Regions from separate parts of the Mus musculus genome. Here region 1 is linked to region 2. Evidence: chromatin contacts called from public Hi-C data. All regions are on one chromosome and are shown on one strand. Each heading gives the region's core, a stretch centred on a gene start, on an enhancer-like site or on the middle of the called end of the contact. The rest is flanking DNA. Distances are from core to core; before and after follow the strand shown. Region 1 has its middle 77 kb from the start of Gm30567. Region 2 has its middle 18 kb from the start of Gm25805.

Region 1 (4,702 bases), core at 2,011-4,510, 350 kb after region 2:
TCAGTCATGGGACCTCTGTCAGTTCACCTTCTCTCTCCCGACCGATTCTCCATTCCACCTGCACAGAGGGCCTGACGGACTCCTGGTGGCTGCTTTGCAGGAAGAGAGAGAGATATTTAAGAAGCTCTCGTCTCCTTGAGGAGCCTCTGTACTGGATATCTCTTAGATGCTCAATGCTGGCAGAGCCTTAGTGACCAATTTTACTGTATTTGAGTCATCTAACTTCCTTAGACTTTCTTACCTATAGTTTCTGTCACATATATTCTTAATTGATTTTGAGACAGTGTCATGTACCACAGGTTGGCCTCAAACTGACAGTGTAGCTAAGGATACTTCAAGGATACTTGAACTTTTGGTCCCTTGCTTTCACCTCCTGAATGCTGAGATCATAGGTACATAGCACCATACCTAACTTACTCAGTTTTGGGACTGGAACCCGGAACTTTGGGCATGCGCCACTAATTGAGCCACACACAGAGCTTCTTATTCCTACTTTAATCAAATCATTATGAAAATCTGAGCAGAAGGAATAGGCAGTCAGCCTGAGAACTCTTGTACACACCGAAGGGTTTTTTGATCTAAGGTATATTATAACAGGGTGGTTGTGCATAGCCAATTGTACAGTTACAGTTCACCTGATAGCAAAGGTCTGACTGTTTTCATATAAAGGAGATATAGAGATGAACGTCCACACTTAAGAAGGGAGCCTGAGGAGATGATGCAGTCTCTAGATAGTTGTGTAGTGTTACAAAAATAATGTTTGCTTGGCAAGAGGGAAAAGTGGTTCTTAGAGTTCATGTGAAGGACTGAAAGGCTTGAAGACTTCGCTACTCACTGTACCAGTGCTGACAAAGGAATTGTGGTCTTACTATTTGTGACCCCCCTCCCCCATGTAGAGTTGATTTTTTTCTTTATTTCTTCAGGGAAAACCCATCTGTAGCCTTATAAAAATATCAATGACCAAGCTGGATTTGCTGCTTAGATCATTTTCAGAAGATGCCTCTCCTTTCTAAGGGAGGAGAATAAAAGCCAGTTTCTCTAAAGTCAAAATTATTGAAATTGTCTAGAGTGGCATTGCTTCTTCTACAAGCTGTTCTGGAGGCAGAGTGTGGGTAACAGGGCAGACTTCAAGGAGACACCCCACCGAGATCAGCAGAGAAACATCTGTCTCTACTTGGAGATCAACTGCTAAAAATACTTCCATATGCTGAGGCCAGTCACCCATGTTGGGGACCTTTCCTCAATAACACCCATGTGACAACTGAAGTCCTACAGTGGCCCAGGAAAAAAAGAAACAAAGGAAATCAGACCACCATCTAGGATCCCCAAATGGATGTGAGGCAGAATTTGGTCTTAGGCACATTGTCTTTCATCTGTTGTAGCCCTTGCTCTTCCCTAGGGTTGGGATGCGGTACTGGTGTATGTTCTGTGAGATAAACAGCGCCACACAGTTTTTATGAATAGCAACATTTTCAGCTGAAATCCCAGTGGCCAGTGAGCTTTTTCCTACCGGACTACCATGCTTAGCATCATGAGCAAAGGATCTCTCTCTTTTTTCCTTTCTTTCTTTCTTTCTTTCTTTCTTTCTTTCTTTCTTTCTTTCTTTCTTTCTTTCTTTCTTTCTTTCTTTCTCTCTCTCTCTCTCTCTCTCTCTCTCTCTCTCTCTCTTTCTTTCTTTCTTTTTTTTTTTTCGAGACAGGGTTTCTCTGTATAGCTCTGGCTGTCCTGGAACTCACTTTGTAGACCTGGCTGGCCTCGAACTCAGAAATCCGCCCGCCTCTGCCTCCCAAGTGCTGTGATTAAAGGCATGTGCCACCATCGCCGGCGGCAAAGGATCTCTTAAGTCCAACTCCACCCAAAGCAGCAGGTGCTTGTGGCACCTCCGTGTCATGGTGTTTGTGGTATTCACATAAACCTAGACGCTTGGGAAAGGGACTCTCAATCCAGGAGTTTCCTTTTATCAGATTGGTGTGTGGGCACATCTGTGGGCATGTCATTTTCTCAATTGCTGATGGCTTTGGAGGGACTAGCCCACTGTGGGCAGTGCCATCCCTGGGCATATGGGCTTGGGCTGTATAAGAACGAGAGCTGAACAAGCCAGGAGAAGCAGTCCAATGAGTTGTGTTCCTCCATGGCCTCTGCTTCAGGTCCTGTCTCCATGTCCCTGTCTCAGCTTTTGTCCCTGGTTTCACTTGAGGACAAACTGCAACTTGTAAGCCAAGTAACCAAGTAACCTTTCGTCCCTGCAGCTTGGCTTTGGCCAGTGCTTTGTCATAGAGACAGAAAGCAAACTAGATCTGAAGTTGGTACCAAGAGATGCAGGACCATGGAACAACAGCCAAGGTCACTGGCAGGAGTGGAGTGGAACTGGCCTTAGCCTACAGGACACGTGACTTTGTATGGACACAGATTTTCATTTCTCTTGAGTGAATAGCTAGATGGGCAATGACTGCATCATAAGTGCATGTGATTGTCAAAGTTGTAGCTGCTACGGTAGGAAGGTAATAGTATATCTTGGTTCTCCCTAATGGCCAATGACATGGAACACCTATGTCTGTGTCATGTTATTATATGTATGAACACACACACACACACACACACACACATATTACTTTAAAAAACATTTTCTCCCTTCCCTGTCCTTCTTCAATTCCTCCCATATTCTGTTCTTTGCAGTCTTTGAAATTCAGGGCCTCTTTTCTTCATTAACTGTTATTATATGCACATATGTATATACATATATTTCTAAATATAACCTGCTTATTCTGTATAACAGATGTGCTTTTGTTGTTGTTGTTGTTGTTGTTGTTGTTTTTCTTCAAGACAGGGTTTCTCTGTGTAGCTTTGGCTGTCCTGGAACTCACTCTGCAGACCAGGCTGGCCTCGAACTCAGAAATCCACTTGCCTCTGCCTCCCAAGTGCTGTGATTAAAGGCATGCACCACCACCACCCAGCAACAGATATGCTTTTAATTTAATTTTTAATTTAAGTGTTTGCTAAACTGTTTTGCTCATTTAAGAAGCATTTTAAATAAACATTATTATTACTGTATGTATATATATGATGTGTGTGACAGGTGTGTACATACTCGTGTGTGTGTGTGTGTGTGTGTGTGTGTGTGTGTGTGTAGGTCAGAGGACCACACTGTGGAGTCATCCCTTAAACGGATCCCAGGGAATGAAATCCAGATCACCAAGTTCATCCAGTGCTGCCTTTTTCTGCTGAGTCATCTCACCAGCCTAACTTCTCTTTTTCTGCTGAGTCATTTCACCAGCCTAACTTCCCTTTGAGTCTTCAGGGTTCCTTAAATGATCTGGACACAAGTCCTTGGTCGGCATCTGTCTCACAAAATTTTGCTTCAGGTGGTTCTTTTTATTTCTGTAAGGATGTCCTTTGAAGGTATAACATTTTAAACTTGGGCAAGAGCTATGTTTTTTTTTTGTTTTGTTTTGTTTTGTTTGTTTGTTTTTTTCCTGGATCTTGTTTTTGGTATCATGTCTGAGAAACCCAAGGTTGCAAAGGTTTCATTCTGTTTGTTTTTGTTCTCTTGAGAAATTTCACAGTTTAACATTTTATGCCTAAGCGTGTGATCCATTTTGATTATTTTTATAGGCATGTGAGACATGAATCAATTAAAAGTAACTTTATTGTTTTAAATTATGTATGTGTGTGTGTGTGTGTGAATGTCTATATGTAGGTATGTGCACATGAGTGCAGGTGCCTACAGAGGTTGTGGGAATCTGTAATCTTAGAGAATATAAGATGACCTGAAAGACCATCCCCCCAGAAGGTTGTGTTGAGCACTCCCTTCCTGTGATGTCCCAGCCAAACAAGCTTTACAAGAAAGCAAGGCAGGTGCAGCTAATGACCAAGAATGTTTAGTTCCCTCTTCTGGTGACTAAGACCTCACCACACCCAGGGCCATCAATGCTGGTTAAGGAAGGTCATGAAAGACACTTGTCTCTCTGGAAGGGAGAGGCTAATTACCATTTCTAAAGGGGGGAAAGAAAAAGTCAGCTGGGGCCAACAATGGGCTTAAACCAACTCTTGTTGTTATCAAGGCCTTCCCTTAAACTGTATAAAAAGTGTGGGCCTAGGAGATTCAGGGTCACCTCTGCCCCTATTGCAGGATGGCCCCCGGCACACCTGATCAATAAACCTCATTTTTATTGCATCGATCTCCGTCTCTGTGTTTCTGTGAGTGGGACATCCTGGACTAAGGCTCATTGGGTCTTACAAGGTCAGAAGAGTTGGATGCCTTGAAACTGGAGTTACAGGTGATTGTAAGTTGCTTGATGTGAGTGCTGGGAATTACACTCAGGTCTTTTGAAAACCTTTGAAATGGTAGTTGGTGCTCTAACCACTGCCAATTTTCCTCTAAGTGCTAGATAGACAGGTTGATTGATGACTGTGTTTGAGTCTGCTGTAAGCCTGTTCATATTCTGAGCTCTGGTTATATTAATTTATGGAGAGAAGTTCCGACTATGATTATGGACTTGTCTATTTTTTGTGACATTCTCTCTGGTTTGGCTTTATAAAATTCTGAAACAAAAAATTGTTCTATGTGCTGAACGTTTCATACTGTTATGTCCTCTTGATGGACTGAGCCCATATCTTCATGAGATGAATTCACACTCTCTGCAATCCACACTGTATCACTAGCAGTTACCCCGGTTCTCTCCTGGCTGGTGTAAGCATACTG
Region 2 (4,509 bases), core at 438-2,937:
ATTATACTACATATAATAAATATTTAAAGATTTTATTATTTTATGTATGTGAGTACACTGTCGCTGACACACCAGAAGAGGGCATTGGATCCCATTACAGATGGTTATGAGCCACCTTGTGGTTGCTGGAAATAGAATGCCAATTTCTGGAAGAACAGTCAGTGAGTGTCCAGCCCCATAATATACTTTTTTATTATTGTAAAAGTATTTCTTTTCATTTTCTTGAGACATGGCCCGAGTTCTTTCCTAGCACTTCATAAAACTAGGCAAGGTGGCACACCACTCTAATTCTTCAACTTGGAAGGTGCTGGGCCTGGTAACACAATGCCTTTAATCTCAGCACTTAGGAGGCAGAGGCAGGAGGATCTATGAGAATTTGAGGTCAGCCTGGTCTACATAGCAAGTCTCAGGACGACAGAGAGAGACCCTGCCTCAGAGCAAAACAAATGTATATGTAGTAGTCTTCCTGCCTTGCCTGGTCTCTTCCCAATTTTTCGACTTGAGATGCTTGAATTTTTTTTACTGTTCTTACTCTTATACAGTTAGTCGGTTCTTTCGGGGAGTATTTGTGCATATCCTAGCAACTATTTCTATATATTCTCCCACTTCCCACGAACACACTTTAAATGTTTTCTTAAGAAAAAATTAAACAGAAGAAAAGTAGAGGAGACTGATGAAGAGCAGAGCTAAGGACCCACCTTGGTCCTTAAGCCTCAACCACTCTCTCTCTCTCCCTCCCTCCCTCTCAAAAAAAGGTCTCCCTAGATAGCCTTGGCTCCTAGATAGCCTCAACTTCATGGAGATCGACCTTTCTCTGCTTCCTGAAAGTTGCGGCTGAAAGTATGTGTGCCACCCTGCCCAGCCTCCAGCTTTCTCTCCCTCCTCCTCTTCCTCCGGTTTTTGGCAGTGTTGGAATTCAAACCCAGAGCTCCTTGCCTACTAGGCAAGCACCCACCACCAGTCTAAAGGTGAAGCAGTAATTTATTTGTTTGGTTGGTTTGGTTTTTTTGAGTCAGGGTTTCTCAAACTCAGAAATCCACCTGCCTCTGCCTCCTCAGTGCTGGGATTAAAGGCATGCACTACCACGCCCAGCTATGAAGCAGTAATTAGTTAACCGTTCCATGTTCCTGATGGGTGGCATTCGTGCACTCGCCCAAGAGCTATCTGGATTCCTGAATGGAACACACACACACACGCACTAGTTAATTTAAATGTGCCTTGACTAGCTTAATGGTTGGGTGTTTCTTTTTTTTTTTTTTTTTTTTTTTTTGGTTTTTCGAGACAGGGTTTCTCTGTATAGCCCTGGCTGTCCTGGAACTCACTTTGTAGACCAGGCTGGCCGTGAACTCAGAAATCCGCCTGCCTCTGCCTCCGGAGTGCTGGGATTAAAGGCGTGTGCCACCACGCCCGGCTGGTTGGGTGTTTCTAAATCCTTCCTGCTGCTTGCAAACACTCCCCTCCGGTACTCCTGAGTTACATCTTTTAAAATCTGTATTTCATCTCTGTTACCCCAAACACAATTGGGGAAGTGGTCCAAGTGGCCACTTTCCCTGATTCTCACGTGTCCGCGGGCCTTTAGGTCTGGTCTTTCTTCCCCATCATGGCGATCTTTGCCGCCTTCCACTCTCCCAGTCCCTAGCCCATGCAAATCCAAAGGTCCCGCCTCAGTCTACCTGCCCAGCCATTGGCTGTTGCCTTTTTATTGATCGACCAAAAGCCAATTGGGGACAAGGACCTTCAGCATTCGGACATGTAGATCCTGATTTTGAGGGCTGGATTAATTCAAAGCAATAGAACAAACCCGCAACGTAAGTGCTCAATTATTTCTTTTTAGGGAGAAAAAAAATACACTGAATCATGTAGCTGTATTCTAAAGGACGCTGCTGGAAACCCTCCTCTCCTGCCTCAACCGGAAGTTGCTAGTTTATTCACCAGCTACTTCCGGGTGCCCCACAGGACTTCCTTCCGTTTCAAGTGAATTCTGGAAGTTCTGGCTTTCTCCATCATCGGTCCCCAATTCAACCCTCACCTTCCTCATCATGGCAGTTTCTGACAGGTTTCTTTGTGTGTCTAGAGTTCACAAACTCAAGTTTAAGGAACTAAGCAGTGCCAGGGAGACTTGAATCTTTCTTTGCATAGTTCTGCAATAAGATAATCCTGAAATACCAAAAAGTCTTTCTCTGTCTCTGTCTCTCTCATATTCTCTCTCTTTCTCTCTCTCTCTCTACATCTCTACATAGCCCTTTGCTAAAAAGTTCAGGTCAGACTGAATTGATATGGGGCTTCAGAAATGCCTTTGCAGTTAAAAGTACTGGCTGCTCTTCCAGAGGACCGGGGTTCAAATCTCAGTACCCACATTGCAGCTCACAACTAACTGCCTATAACTCTAGTTCCAGAGGTCTGACACCCTCACAGAAATATGTACAGGCAAAACACCAATGACTATACCATAAAAATCAAATTTAAAAACAAAACTTAAGCCGGGCGTGGTGGCGCACGTCTTTAATCCCAGCACTTGGGAGGCAGAGGCAGGCGGATTTCTGAGTTCGAGGCCAGCCTGGTCTACAAACTGAGTTCCAGGGCAGCCAGGGCTACACAGAGAAACCCTGTCTCGAAAAGAAAAAAAAAAAAAAAATGCTTTTTATTTTAGCCTCAATATTGCTGGTAGGTAATAAGGAGTGGTGGAAACTGGCAAACTGTATACCCTAGGCTGGTCTCAAACTCTTGGGGGAGCTGAGGATGATCTTGATCTTGATCTTCCTGCTTCTGCTCAAAGGGGCTGGGATTACAAGATCTGCCACTTTGCCTGCTTAGTGCAGTCCTGGAGACTGAACATGTATCATGATTATGAGGGGAGTGCTTTCTAAAGGATCTTTTGCTCCCCCTCAATTTTTGTTTTTATTTTATTAACTTTGTGTATGTGTGTATGTGTGTGTGTGTGTGTGTGTGTGTTTAGACATGTACATGTCATAGCACAAACTCAGAGGTCAAAGGACAACTCCCAGGAGTCACTTTTCTCCCTCCATGCTGGGTTTCAGAATCAAACATCAGGCTTGAATAACAACCACTTTTACCTCACAGACACATTTTGTTGGCCAACGTTAGATGTTACAGGAACAATTCAGGATGTGGCTCAATTTAAGGAAATACAGTCTACCTCACTGGGAAGGCCTGGCATAGAGCCCAGGGCGGTGTGTTGACATCTCAGACCAGGAAGTGAACAGAAGGGAGCTAGAAGGAGGACCATGTCGGAACACTCAAGGCTTGCTTGACCCACTTCCTCCAGCCAGAATCTGAAAGACTCCACTACCTCCCCAAGTGTTCATAAGGTATTTTATGGGAGATATTTTACATCCAGACCAAAGTACAAGATTTGTCTATGTATACCAGGCTAGCCTGGAACCTGCTACCCATGTCCTTCAAGCTCCTGAGTGCTGGGATGAACAGCCTGTGCCACCACAGCCTGCTGTCCTAGGATTCTTATACACTCTCCATATACCCCCGGTATCTCAGTGAGAGGAACTGAGTTGATAGTTTATAGCATCCCAGGGATGGTCCAAGAGCTCTAGGGAGGAGCCATAGGTTTCTGGTTTTGGGAGATAGGGTTTCTCTGTGTAGCACTGGCTGGCCTAGAATTCATACAACTCTGGCTGCGTCTGTCTCTCTGGGTGCTGGGATTAAAGGTGTGTACCATCATACCTGGTTTATAAAATGATATTTTAAAATATTTTAAGGGCTGGAGAGATGTCTCAGCGGTTAAGAGCATTGACTGCTCTTCCAGAGGTCCTGAGTTCAATTCCCAACAACCACATGGTGGCTCACGATCAGTTGTAATGGGATCTGATGCCTTCTCCTGGTGTATATGAAGACAGCTGCAGTGTACTCACATACATAAAATAAATAAAATCTTTTTAAAAATTAGATTTATTTTGTTTTATTTATGCCTGCATATATGTATGTACACCAAATTCCTGACTGGTGTTCATGGAAATCAGAAGTTGTCTAGAACCTAAGTTACTGACAGCTGTGAGCCACCATGTGGGTGCGGGAAACCAAACTCAGATCTTCTGCAAGAGCAGCAGGTGCTTGTAACTGCTGAGCCATCTCTCCAGCTCCTTACAAAATAATCTTATGGGGGGGGGGGTTAGGGGGAGCGAGCGAGAGAGAGAGAGAGGGAGAGAGAGAGAGAGAGAGAACACTAGAGAGCGAGCGAGGGCACTACCCTGGTGCATGTGAGGATGTCAGAGGACAGCTTCCAGGAATAGGTTCTCTCTTCCACCACGAGGGTCTTGGGGTGATCAGTTTGGCAGCAAGGCCTTTACCTTCTGATCTCACCAGCCCATGTGATTAGTTTTAATCATTATCCTGACACAATTAAGAGTCGCTTGGGACAGGATCTCAGTAAGGGATTGTCTCTATTAGGTTGTACCTTGGGCATGTTTTGGTTTTTTCAGTTGAGGTGAAATGACCCATCCACTGTGGGTGGCACCATTCCCTGGCCTTGATATA

Evidence for each region. Hi-C and Micro-C count contacts between places; a contact is called where the count stands out from the background.
Region 1: a contact with region 2 is called in a Hi-C map of embryonic stem cells, with 2.4 times the contacts expected there. The contact joins two enhancer-like sites. A contact is called at or near these places in 1 of 484 Hi-C or Micro-C datasets (embryonic stem cells) and 1 of 115 datasets of contacts at active chromatin or transcription factors (embryonic stem cells).

The regions. Positions count from the first base shown.
Region 1 is chr16:9,129,076-9,133,777 of GRCm38.p6, forward strand. No RefSeq gene overlaps it. Among named protein-coding and RNA genes, the nearest start is that of Gm30567, 77 kb to the left of the region's middle. Within about 2 kb of position 3,261, at least 26 of the 459 cell types and tissues checked have an H3K27ac peak or open chromatin away from gene starts, as enhancers often do. A contact at or near this core is called in embryonic stem cells, where this site is marked.
Region 2 is chr16:8,781,769-8,786,277 of GRCm38.p6, forward strand. No RefSeq gene overlaps it. Among named protein-coding and RNA genes, the nearest start is that of Gm25805, 18 kb to the left of the region's middle. Within about 2 kb of position 1,688, at least 56 of the 459 cell types and tissues checked have an H3K27ac peak or open chromatin away from gene starts, as enhancers often do. A contact at or near this core is called in embryonic stem cells, where this site is marked.